Regions from separate parts of the Lactuca sativa genome. Here region 2 is linked to region 1. The links are chromatin contacts, called in public Hi-C maps. All regions are on one chromosome and are shown on one strand. The core of a region is the stretch at or near the end of the contact, and the rest is flanking DNA. Distances in the headings are between cores, read along the strand shown.

Evidence for each region. Hi-C and Micro-C count contacts between places; a contact is called where the count stands out from the background.
Region 2: a contact with region 1 is called in a Hi-C map of leaf, with 10 times the contacts expected there. The contact joins the promoter of LOC111886341 here to the promoter of LOC111879684 in region 1. A contact is called at or near these places in 2 of 4 Hi-C or Micro-C datasets (both in leaf).

The regions. Positions count from the first base shown.
Region 1 is chr4:218,837,640-218,840,791 of Lsat_Salinas_v11, forward strand. LOC111879684 (chaperone protein ClpB1) reads left to right here and starts at 1,669. Exons shown (of 3, transcript XM_052770530.1): 1 at 1,669-1,936; 2 at 2,414-3,152. The coding sequence starts at 2,438.
Region 2 is chr4:219,044,098-219,047,249 of Lsat_Salinas_v11, forward strand. It overlaps LOC111886341, which reads left to right and starts at 1,609. Exons shown (of 1, transcript XM_023882574.3): 1 at 1,609-3,152. The coding sequence starts at 1,944.

The DNA.
Region 1 (3,152 bases), core at 419-2,918:
TCACACTCTCTCTCTCTCTCTCTCTCTCTCTCTCTCTCTTTCTCTCATTTGAAAAGAAGCTAAACCATCTGGACCACCATTTCTTTACTCTAAAGCTTATATACAACAAGAAAAAGATAAGATCGGTATCAAACAAGATCCATATCTTGTTATTCACCCGACTTTCACCATGAACCACCTCCCATAACCATATTTGCAATCGATCCCACTGTCGGAGCCATCGCTCTGAATTTAGACCTCAACTCAGTATCATCGAAGCCACCACTGATTAGAAACATGACCAGAACCCACTGAATAATCCATGGATCTTCATTTCCTCTACCTATGTCACCTCTCTCTTATCTGTACTCCTTCTCCCCTCGATTTCCCTCTACACCATCGATTTTTCTCTACGTAGTCGCTTCTCTCTACCATCACCAGCTTCATCGATTTCATTTATGAACTCCTCTTCTAGCTCTTTATGAGCTCCGGTAAACACTAAGCTTTGGCCAATATCTGAACGCCGACGATCGCCTCCTCCTTTTAGATACCTCTTCTTGTCAGTTACCACAACAGTGCCATCAAAATCAAACGTTTGGTTCCTATTGAAATCGATGGAGGAAGATCCCAACCTGGTGAAACAAATCAAGCCTTAGAGTTTGTTGTTGGTTCTTGATGGAATTGATGGAGGCATAACCGATTTCATGAGTTTTAGATGGGTGAGCTTGTGTTGACAAAGCTTGCAAATGCAGAGCTTTTAGAGGAAGGCGAAAATGGAGATGAAGCTATCGATTTAGGTAAAATACTATAGGTAGAGCTTAAATCTAGGTTACAATTTTAGATGTTGATTTGGGCTTACCAATTTAGGTCAAATATGGTGATCTTGCAAGAGTACGACATCTTTCAGATGATGTTGAGGCTTATATCGGGTAAAATTGAGAGAGAGACAACAACAATGGCGGTGGTTGGTGGTTTGAAAATTGTAGTGGCGATGGTGGTGCTTCACCACCGGTAGGTGAGTGTCTGATCGGAAGGAGAAAGAGTGCATATTTGGGATTTTTTCCCTTTGATTCTTAATCCCTAGAGAAAGAGATCCTTTAATATTAAATATATGTATTTTTTAAAGAGTAAATTACTGAAATCGTCCCTGTGGTTTGGTCAAAATTGCACGTTTGGTCCCTAACTTTTTTTTTGCACTCGGATCGTCCTTATGGTTTGATTTTGTTGCGTTTTTTTGTCCTTGTGGTTTGATTTTGTTGCATTTTTCGTCCCTTACATACATAAAGTTAGGGACCAAACATGCAATTTTTACCAAACCATAGGGACGAAAAACGCAACAAAATCAAACCACAGGGATGATCCGAGTGCAAAAAAAAGTTAGGGACCAAACGTGCAATTTTGACTAAATCACAGGGACGATTTCAGTAATTTACTCTTTTTTAAATAAGGCAAATCTTCATAAATGGCCTCTGTGGTAGTGAAATGACAGAAATACCCTTCATTTAACGGTCAAAAGCTAACGGAGTTAACGAAAATAACCAAATATTAAAAGTTTTGAAACACAAGAACGATCCGTGAGATTGTTATAAATTAGAGACCAATCTTCAGATTTTATGAAACCACGGACCTTTTTGAAGTTTTGTCGACATATAATGTCACTTTATTCGGAAATTCTCGAAAAGTTCTGGTAAGTTCCAGAGACTATACCGGTTTCTTCCAGACGCCTCCCGAGTCCATCCACATGTGTATAAAGCGTTTTATCACCGTCATTCTTCATCAGTTATCAAAAAAAAATTCAAATACTTAGTAAATTCGGACAACCAAATCTCCATAAACGAGCACTGATACTCACTAATTCGAGTCGTTTGATTCTGATTGATTTCGTACGCACTGATACTCACTAATTCGAGTCGTTTGATTCTGATTAATTTCGTACGCTATTGAAGGACTGTTTAAGGTAATAATAAGATATTCTCTTCTCCCCCTGTTTTGTTATGAGTTTTTCTATCTGTATTGTATTGCACGAATTTGCTTGATATGATAACATTTTTACTCTGTATTCGTTTAATCGTAATCCATGCTCAATTTTTTATTCTGCGATTAGTCATGTACCGTTACTTATGTCTTTTATAAGTTGAAACTCATTGATTTAGATGTTTTTAGTCCCATAACAACGACTTAGGGCAAAATCTACGTTATGAAATTGACGATGTTTCTTCTACTCTGCCTATCAATTTGGTAAATTGGAAGATATATTCTGTTATTAACAATGAAATGGTGGCAAATTTCTAGTATAACAGATGATTTTTCTCTTTGTCCGGTTCGTCAATTTTGTTATCTATGTTTGTTCAAGTTTAGACACCGAAAGATCAATATTTCTACTTTGATGTTCTTTATTAAACACAAACTGATGATCTTGTTATTGCGTTTGAAGGTTTTTTAAGAGGCATTATCAAACATGAATCCTGACAAATTCACCCACAAGACAAATGAAGCATTGGCTTCAGGTCATGAACTCGCAATGAATGCTGGACACGCACAGTTCACACCACTACACATTGCAGCAGCCTTAATTTCCGACCCTAATGGCATATTCCGGCAAGCAATAAGCAATGCCGGTGGTGAAGAAACAGCTAATTCAGCCGAGAGGGTTTTCAATAAAGCCATGAAGAAACTCCCTTCCCAATCCCCTGCTCCTGATGAAGTTCCAGCAAGTACTTCTCTAATCAAGACAATTCGTCGTGCACAGTCTTTACAAAAATCCCGTGGTGACACCCATTTGGCTGTGGATCAATTGATTTTGGGGATTCTTGAAGATTCCCAAATTTCAGAACTTTTAAAAGAAGCTGGAGTTGGTGCATCGAGGGTGAAAAGTGAGGTAGAAAAGCTTCGGGGTAAAGAAGGGAAGAAGGTGGAAAGTGCATCGGGTGATACTAATTTCCAAGCTCTTAAGACATATGGTCGTGATCTTGTAGAGCAAGCTGGGAAGCTCGACCCTGTAATTGGGCGAGATGAGGAAATTAGGAGAGTGATTAGGATCTTATCAAGAAGAACTAAGAACAATCCTGTTCTTATTGGTGAACCTGGTGTGGGAAAAACTGCTGTTGTTGAAGGATTAGCTCAAAGGATTCTAAGAGGTGATGTCCCAAGTAATCTTGCTGATGTAAGAGTCA
Region 2 (3,152 bases), core at 359-2,858, 210 kb after region 1:
TAAGCAATAATGATTTTCCAACACATCTTATGCATGTATTTGATATTAGACCCAAATATAATTGTCATTTTGTACTTGCAAAAAATTATATTCTAAAAATCTAATTTCAAAAATAATATGATGATATTTTTATTCCATACCATCTTTTATTACCCATGTAAAGTTCGAGCTGAGACTAGACTGACGCTTCATCAAGAACTTTCATATTCTAGTCTCTTTATTCTTCAACTTCTTCATTTTAACGATTTCATCATCTTATATATGTTGAAGCTTATAATTTTATCTTGATCTCAAACACAAGCACAGTGGCGTAGCCACATAGAAGTAAAGGTGAGCCTTGGCCCACCCATAAAATTTTAAGTGTATATATATATATATATATATATATATATATATATATATATATATATATATATATATATATATATATATATAATGAACTAAGGTTGTGATTTGACGCACCCCATTCTAAATTCTAGATTTTATATATCGTTCATATTTTATAAATTATTTGGTTCATCCTAAAATAAAATCCTGACTACGCCACTGCACAAGCATAAGTTATCATTTTATGTATGACATTTTAACATACAAAATAAACGAAAGGTATTATAGACTTCATCCACTTTGGCCGGTAGCTCCCATCATTACACTTGAACTCTCACAAATTCCACGGTCTATCTTTAATAGTTGAATAAAACATGAACTCATATTCCGTTGGTTTCTAGATATGATCATCACATTTCACACATACATTTTCAATATAGCCCGATCACCAAGATAAAACTCTTACCATTTTGACTCCAGCATGACAATATTGGAGTCGTAACACTTTTTACGGGCGTGTTTGACAAAAGTAGTTGTTAGCTGGAAGCTGGTAGCTGGAATTTCTAACATTTATTTGTTATATGAGTGTTTAGTATATGAATGTTTTGCAAAAATAGCTGAAAGTTTTGAAATATATAAAATTATATAAAATGATAACTGTTTAAAAATAAATAAATATATAAATATATTTTTAAGGCAATAATGAAAATTGATTTAAAAAACTCAGTAACTTTTTGTTAAAATATAAATGAAGTAGTTTTTAAATTTGAAGCGTTTATTTAAACTAAAAGTTAAACGTTCGAACCGTCAAACGAAACTTTTTATTTAAAGTATAGCATTTTGGTAAAAGCTAAAAGTTATAAGCTCTCAAACGTTTCCAAAAGCTCCGTGTCAAACAAACTACCTCCATCAATCATTCATGAATTAGTATACTTTCAAAATGTAATAGTATTTACTTCTAGGGTATTCGACTACAATTGTCTTAATGTTTTCTTGCAATTATCTTCTTTCTATGTTTGTACTTCTTGAGATCTCTTGGACATATGGTGAAGAATGTCTCTAGTTAAATATTTATCCTCTTTTATCAAAAGTAAAACAATATACTTCACAATTGTATCAAATTACTTAAAAAGATATTATAAACATTGTTTGAAATAGTAATGTGTTAAAAAGGATGTTTTTTTGTTTACCGTTGGTAAAGGAAACTTAAGGATGAAGAAGATGAAAATTCGGATATACAAAGTGCTCTCTCTCTCTCTTGCGGCTGGTTAGGCCCACCATCCCCATCATCCCAGCACAGAGAGGGAGGCCACCAGAAAGAAAAAATTATGAGAAGAAAGAGATAAAGAGACTTCTCTCTTCCTCTCTCTCTATCTCTGTACAATTTTCCCACTTTTGATCTTTCTCACGTACGTTTCCTGTTAGATTTATGAGAAATTTTCGTTACCCAATTCGACTCCACATGTAATTTCCAGGAATTTTATCGCAAATGCCCCGTGTTTCAATCCCAATTATCGATCCAGTTTTTTGGTTTGTGGTTGTTCCTCTCTTGAACCACTTCCAACCCGTTTCGATTTGGTAAAAAAAATTCGTTCTTGTTAATTTAACCTACGAAAATGACGACGAGAGGGAGTAGATCGGAGAAGGTGAGAAGAATTTTCCAGCAATTTGATTTTAACAGAGATGGTGGTCTCAACAGAGAAGAGATGTCTGCCCTTGTTGTCGCTGTAAACCCTAGGGTGAAATTCAGTGACGAACAAATCAGCGCTATCCTCGACGAGGTTTTCCGAACGTACGGCGACTTTATTGACGGCGAAAAGGGCCTGACTTACGACGGTTTGTTGCGTACGTACGACGACGGCGCTGGTGACGTCGACCGTGATTTTGAGGCACTTGCGCTTGAAATGAAAACGGATGACGATAATGAAGCCGCGTCCTCTTTAGCTTTAGAAGAAGCTTCCACTTCATCGGTGCTGGAAAGGGCTTCGTCTGCCGGACCACAGAAGTCACACCGGACGGCAGCCTGGGCGGCGTCGCCGAACCACGGAATTATCTTTGACGACACATGGAAGCTCGTTGACGATTTGGAAATTCTGATCAAGAGATTAAAATCGAAGCAAACCAAAGACGGAAAACCAAAAGGGGAAAATTTCGATGTTTATTCCGATCCAGGGTGGTCGAGAGAGTTAGGGCCATCTTCTGAAATCGATAAACGCATCATTTGGGAAGAAAGTGGCCATGATTATGGGGTTTTCGTGAAAGAATTGGGAGCATTGAGGTCAAGAGCAGATGGGTCAAGATCAAGAGAAGAAGCATTCGATGGGCATATGGCTCTGGGTAGAGTTTTATACGATCAACAATTATTCAAAGAATCATTAGTCTGTTTCAAACGAGCCTGCGAATTACAGCCCACCGATGTCCGACCACATTTCCGGGCTGGAAACTGCTACTACGTCATCGGCCAGCATAGCGAAGCCAAAAGCGAGTTCATTTCCGCCCTAGACGCCGCCGAAGCCGGAGGTAATCAATGGAGTTATCTTCTTCCTCAAATCCATGTAAATCTCGGAATCTCTCTCGAAGGCGAAGGTATGGTTATAAGTGCTTGCGAACATTACAGAGAAGCCGCAATTCTTTGCCCCACTCATTTTCGCGCATTAAAGCTTCTGGGTAGCGCTTTATTCGGGGTTGGAGAATATAAAGCCGCCATTAAAGCTCTAGAAGAAGCTATCTACATGAAAAACGATTACGCTGACGCTCACTGTGATTTAGCTTCAGCTTTACACGCCATTGGAGACGATGAAAACGCCATTAAAGAGTTTCAGAAA